Linked DNA regions of Anas platyrhynchos: region 2 is linked to region 1. The links are chromatin contacts, called in public Hi-C maps. All regions are on one chromosome and are shown on one strand. Each heading gives the region's core, a stretch centred on a gene start, on an enhancer-like site or on the middle of the called end of the contact. The rest is flanking DNA. Distances are from core to core; before and after follow the strand shown. Region 1 has its middle 18 kb from the start of PBX1. Region 2 has its middle 23 kb from the start of NUF2.

Region 1 (2,915 bases), core at 290-2,789:
CCCCTGATCCCTGCTCAGCTTTCCCCGGGGACAGGCAGCAGCCCTGCCACCAGTTGCTGTTGTCCCAAAGCCCTGGAGGAGCCCGCAGGACAGACGCAGCCCCCAGCCCACCCTGCACAAGCCCCCTCCTCAGCAGGTGGTGACCTGCAGCACCCATCTGACACGGTTCACGACTTATTTTCTGCCACACGCCCAGGTCTCTTGGCTTTCCCATCAGTAGTGGATGGCCTGGCTGGGAAATCACGGTGCAACCAGGCCAGAAGATGACTTGTTTGGGAGAAAACCTGGCCTGAAGGTCATTCCCTTTTCCCAAACCTTTCCACCCTTAAAAAAACAGCTTATTGTGGCACCCAGCTCCTCTGCAGAGGGGAAGGAGGCAAGGTGCAGCTCACACCTCGGATGCTGGCGGGGAGGCTCTGGCAGCCAGCCCCCGGAGCTAAAATAGCTCCTGGCCAGGAGGAGTCTCGGGGGAGCTCCCATCTGCAAGCGAGCCCCGAGCTCTGCCCCTTCCAGCAGGGAAAGAGCTCTCTGCCTCGCTCTGCTGTCTTGCGAAACACCGGTTTCTCAAATTGCTGCATTATTCTAGAGAGAAGGAGGAAAAAAAAAAAAAAAGGCCTATTTTGGGCCCTTTTTAGGGTTATCAAGCAGAGAGGAATGAATACCTGGCAGAAGGACAGAAAAAACAATAGGTTGCTGCCCAGAAAGCCCTCAAAACTGATGGCACGGCGCTGTGTGGCACCTGGGGACAGCTCCAGCCACCCTCCCAGTAAGTCTCCTGCCACAAAGCCTGGGAGGGCAGCGGGGCTGGGGTCCGGATAACCTGGCACAGAGCTGGGAGAAAAAGGCACCCCGTTTTTCCTCCCGAGTCCAAGAAATATCTGAGCTGCACTGGCAGCAAAATCAAGCCCAGAGGAAGGTGCGACGGGATCTCCTGGGACCGAAATGAGAGCTACGATCTTCAAGGAAGCCAAGAGGGAATAAAAGGGAAGAAAGGGTGGGAGGGGAAGAGCATTTACCTGCACAAAAGCGAGAACGGCGACAATAACCCAGCTCAGCTCCGGCTCGCACAGGAGACTTTGGAGAAGGGGGTGGGAGGCAAGGTGGGAAATTACCAGGAGCTTAAGAAAATATATAGGTAAAAATTAAAAAAATAAAATCAAACTGTATCAGCATTGACTAATAATTTCCGGGCTCTGCGCAGATGTCATTAATGACCCTTTTTATTCATGCAGGAGTTCCCAAAGAGGAGCATAATGTTCCATTAGTAATAATTGAGAAAGTCTCCTGTCGGGATTATGTCAAAACCTAGAGATGCTGCGGCTGCCAAAACATTTTGGTGACAAACGTGTGAAGCGTTTGACAGTCGGTGCCACAGCAGGTTGAGGCGGCTTCAGGAGGGGAAACCTAGGAGGAGAGAGGAGGTGGGAGACGGCAGCTGAGCGCCGATCCCCACGGGGATGGCAGAAATCCTGCTCCTCGAGGCTCCTACAGCTGCCCGAGAGCTGTATTTGCAGGATACCAACCCCATACCCCTTCGGCTGGCCCGTCTCCCTCCTCGTGCCCGGGGTTTTGCAATACAGCTGCAACACGGACCCTGCTGTGGCTCGGTGCCACCGGATCCTTTCGTCCAGGGGTGGCCACGTCCTCAGCCGCGGGGACGTTGCGACACGCCGGACATTTCTTGCTGCTTATCTCAGCCCACGGGCCGGGGGCTGCGCAGTCACTGGCACAAAGGGCGAGCCCGGGACAGAGCCTCCGTGGGGAATTAACCCCAAGGTTCCCGTCTGAGCGGGATGGAGAAAATCTCTGGTGACACCAGCACAGCTTCCTGCCTCGCTGGTCAGCCTACGGCAAGGCTGGACAACGTTGAGCTACAGTGTTGGTGCAATTTAGGGAAAAGGGGAAAATAAATTCATTTCGCCCAATGTTTCCTGCTTACAAGCAGGACGTTATCATCTCTCCCGTTTCAAGCAGCAGACACAGAGCCCAGTTTGACCACAGGTGGAGCAAGGGCAGCAGCATCACCCTGGTGCTGCACGGAGGAAAAGCAAGAGGTTTTCCAGGCTCGGTCCTTTTCCAAGAAAGGGTTGGTTAATGCCTTGCAGGAGCCACAAAAACAAGTCCCATCCTCTGCCCCTTCCCCAAGCCCTCAGAGCCAGCGTGATACAGAGCCAGGCTTCCCCGTGGATGGACAGAGGTGGGGTGGCATTTGGAGCGAAGACGTGGATTCAGGCCCAAAGCAGGCAGCTCGTAAAGCCATGAAATTCAGATTTGGATGCGGAGCAGGGGCCTGAAAGCTGCCCTGGTCGGAAGGGGCTGGTGGTGGCTCGCTCCTGGCCCCACAGCACAGCAGAAGGGCTCCTCCCGGGGGCCGGCGCCGAGCAGCTGGTGCCCCTCCGCCCGGTTAACAGCCGAGGGCTGCTCCAGATCTGTTTCCTAGCGCTTTATTCACGGAGAGGCTGCCAACACATTAGCAAAGAGAAATGCACACTGGCCTGATCCTCCCTCCCCAGCTTTGCCTTGCACCAGAGCAAACATGCCGGGCTTTGTGCCCCTCGCTGTGCGTGCCCACCCCACAAAAACCCATCCTGACACCTGCAGGGTCACCACTGCCCCTGGGCACAGCACGGTGGCCGTCTCAAACCGCTGGCAGGATTGCCATTGAGAAGAGTGTGAAGGCTGATGGCTGTAATGGAGCTTACTGGGGGAATTTTGGGCGCTGGGAACGCGTGGTACGTCCCAGCCTGCTCCGATGGGGGTGGAGAACATCCGAGCTGTTCCTTTCGAGGACTAATGATGATGGGTTTTTGCTCGGACTCGAGCTGGCATGGATGAGAGCTCCCGCAGAGCGCCGAGTCAGCCAAATTAAGCGGCGGTCCTCCCTTGGAGAAATCCAGTCTAGAAGAGTTAGTCAC
Region 2 (2,915 bases), core at 279-2,778, 120 kb after region 1:
AACATTCTTGTCGGAAGAGTTCATTTGGAGCAAAGGAAAAAAAAAATCAGAGAGAAAATTCAGTGTAAGGGCTGCAAATGGTTAGGACGGAGGGCCAGCAGCAGCAGCAGGCTGGCCTGGCTCAGGAGTGATGTATCCCAGCAGACCTGGGTGGCAGATTTCCATCCAACGCTGCTTTACGACATACACTGGCATGACAGCACAGGATGAACAAGGTGGTGACTGAACAGAAAGCGTGGATTTACCGAGAGCAGGTCGTGCCTGATCAGCCTGCCTCCCTTTTGTGACTGGTGAAATCTAAAGAGACTGGGTAAACTCAAAATAAGGCAGGCAGAAAATGGGCTTGGCCTGGTCAGCAGCAGTACGAGGTCCAACTGATGGCCAGTTGGATACGTAAGTAAGGATATGAGGCCAACATAAAGCTTTCTAGTACTTACATCTTCCGGTGTAGGGATTCAAATTATTTTGGCTTGATTTTGTTTTCAGCACTAAGATCGCTGGGATTTGTCATAAACAAAAGTATCGGTGTTATTTAAAAAGAAATATTAACTATTCATTTAATATTTATTAAAATGTTCATTAAAAATTTAATGTTAGGCAATGAAACTAACAATACTGGTTTTTATTCAAATGCCCTCTCTGATGCTAGGAAATCCAAGCTCCATTTAGCTGGATCCTGCTTCACGAGAGTCAGAACCTGAGCATGAATAAAAGTAGAAGAAATCTTAAGCATTTAAAAAAAACTGGTGAAATTGAGTGAAACAAGTGAGAATTCCCATTTTGCTTGTTCCGTTCTTTACTCTTCGGTGTTCTCTCTCTCCTATTTTAAGGAAGCCATGGAGAAATGGATACAATCCTCAAATACCGCCCAGCTTTCCAAGGAATCCCAGAGAGCACAGCCCTAACCTGCTTCAGGCACCCTTCTTATGCCAGGTAAATCCCATTTGTTCTTCTAATTTGTTCTTCTAATACGACACATTCTGTCTGGAATAAAAGTGTATGCAGAAAGCACACCTACAGTAGCTTCACAAAGCAGTAAGCCTTATCTGGGATGGGAAAAGCATTCCTAAGCAGCCGTCTCTGTAGGACCCTACAGGATCAGCAAGGGAAGCACAGCAGCAGGGATCTTCTCACGGGGAGAACAGCCACCTTCAGCAGAGAGGAGCCGTCCAGAAGGCGAGATTTTCTGTTACCAGGGAAGACAGCTTTTCATCTGGATATCAGTCAGTGTGAAATTAAATCCTGGCACATTTGGGAAATGGTCCACGGAGAGGTGATTAATTCTATTAGGGGATCTGGAGGGAACTCACTCATTTCCATTGTTAAAGAATCCAGAACTCAGATGGTAGCAGAGGGTTTTTTGAGGTCTAATCCTTACAACTTCGCTTCAGGAGCTGCTGCACAGGGTAACCCTAAACATTCCCCAGGAGGATGTCTGGGGGAAGACCACAGCCCTAGGGTGCTTTTCCTTCCAGAACTATTAGCAATTTCCTGGTTATCAGGGCAATGCAGACACACAGAGAACCATGGGAAGAAGCAGCATGATAGAGGGAGCAGGAAATGTTCCTGTGTACTCTCTGTTCAGCCCAAAGGTCAGAGTTACTATTACAGTACTATGCTTGTGCAAAGTGTCACTTCCAACCTTTATTTTTAAACCATTTTTGCAACTTGGAGTGCTCTCCCCCCTCCCAGCTCGATGGAGATGTACTGTGGCTGAAGAATTCCTGGTACTGCAGCATTCACATCCTTTATTTCAATAGAATAAAGCAGAGGACTGGCCTGATGTTTTGGTGTGGGCTCTTTTGTGTGCTTTTTTTTTTTTTTTTGCAGTTGTCATTGTGCCTCATTAGAAGGGTTCCAGTGGCCTGTAAGTGCCCTTCACAACACTATTGAGCTGAGGTACCAGTGAAGCATCACCTTGCAATTAACTGTAGGAAAGGTGCTTTTTTTGTTGTTGTTTTTTATAATTAATTTCCTTTCCTTGCTGTCTTTTCAATTCCACCACCAGCACAGCGCTTTGCTTGCTCCATAATTGATCTCTGTTCCTCATAGGTTTACACCCATTGCTTATTCCATAAGGAATGGAGGATTTCTGGCTGTGGAGACATGAAACCTTTCCATCAGTCCTCCGTAGGAGCAGCTTTCAATATCAGCCCCCTCTGGAATTTGTTCCAAGATAGGGTTGGAAGTTTTTTCACTCCACAAGTAGAAGGAAAGAGGAGGTAAAGGAGACTGACAGGTACAAACCCATCTACCTACATATGTTGCAGCAATCAAGGAGCTTGGCCTTGCTCTGTTAATAGAAGGTGGTGGAGCTGGGGGGACCAAAGGACACATCCAGTGGGTGCAGGAGTTTACCTGGCAGGCTGCTGTGAGAGTGTCAAGCATCGTAACTCACAGCTAAAGTGCTCCTAGTATCAGCTTAGCTCTCCCTTACTGTAAATGAAGTTGTTTGTCCTCCCTCTATAGAGTTTCTTATTACTTATCCCATAGGTCATGCCTTCCCAGTTCTTTCCCATTTGGGGATTTTGGATTGCAGCATGTAGAACTGTGCATCCTGCTGGCCTAGACTTCACCAAATGATACAGAATAGTAGTGTCTCCCCCTCAGCACTTGCACATGACGCTCCTATTAATATTTCCAGGAACGAGATTACTTTTTCTTTTTAAAGGAGCATCACTCTGACTCACTTTGCTGTGATTCACTATGGACCCATATTCTTTCCTGCAATACCGCTTCCCTAGGCAGTTTTTCTTTTTTCAAATCAGATGTTTTCTCCCTAAAGGTAGCTTTTGTCCTGAATTTCATCTTATTGATTTCCAACCGTTTCTTCAATGTGTCTAGATCACTTTGAGCTCATAGCATGCTCTACAGACTACCTGTGAGCAGGCCCCCAACAACATCCTCAGACATTT

Evidence for each region. A called contact is a pair of places that touch in the nucleus more often than the background predicts.
Region 2: a Hi-C map of skeletal muscle shows a contact between it and region 1, with 3 times the contacts expected there. The contact joins two enhancer-like sites. A contact is called at or near these places in 3 of 8 Hi-C or Micro-C datasets (liver, skeletal muscle and subcutaneous adipose tissue).

Annotation. Positions count from the first base shown.
Region 1 is chr8:17,766,607-17,769,521 of IASCAAS_PekinDuck_T2T, forward strand. No RefSeq gene overlaps it. Among named protein-coding and RNA genes, the nearest start is that of PBX1, 18 kb to the left of the region's middle. Within about 2 kb of position 1,540, at least 2 of the 8 cell types and tissues checked have an H3K27ac peak or open chromatin away from gene starts, as enhancers often do.
Region 2 is chr8:17,888,698-17,891,612 of IASCAAS_PekinDuck_T2T, forward strand. No RefSeq gene overlaps it. Among named protein-coding and RNA genes, the nearest start is that of NUF2, 23 kb to the right of the region's middle. Within about 2 kb of position 1,529, at least 1 of the 8 cell types and tissues checked has an H3K27ac peak or open chromatin away from gene starts, as enhancers often do.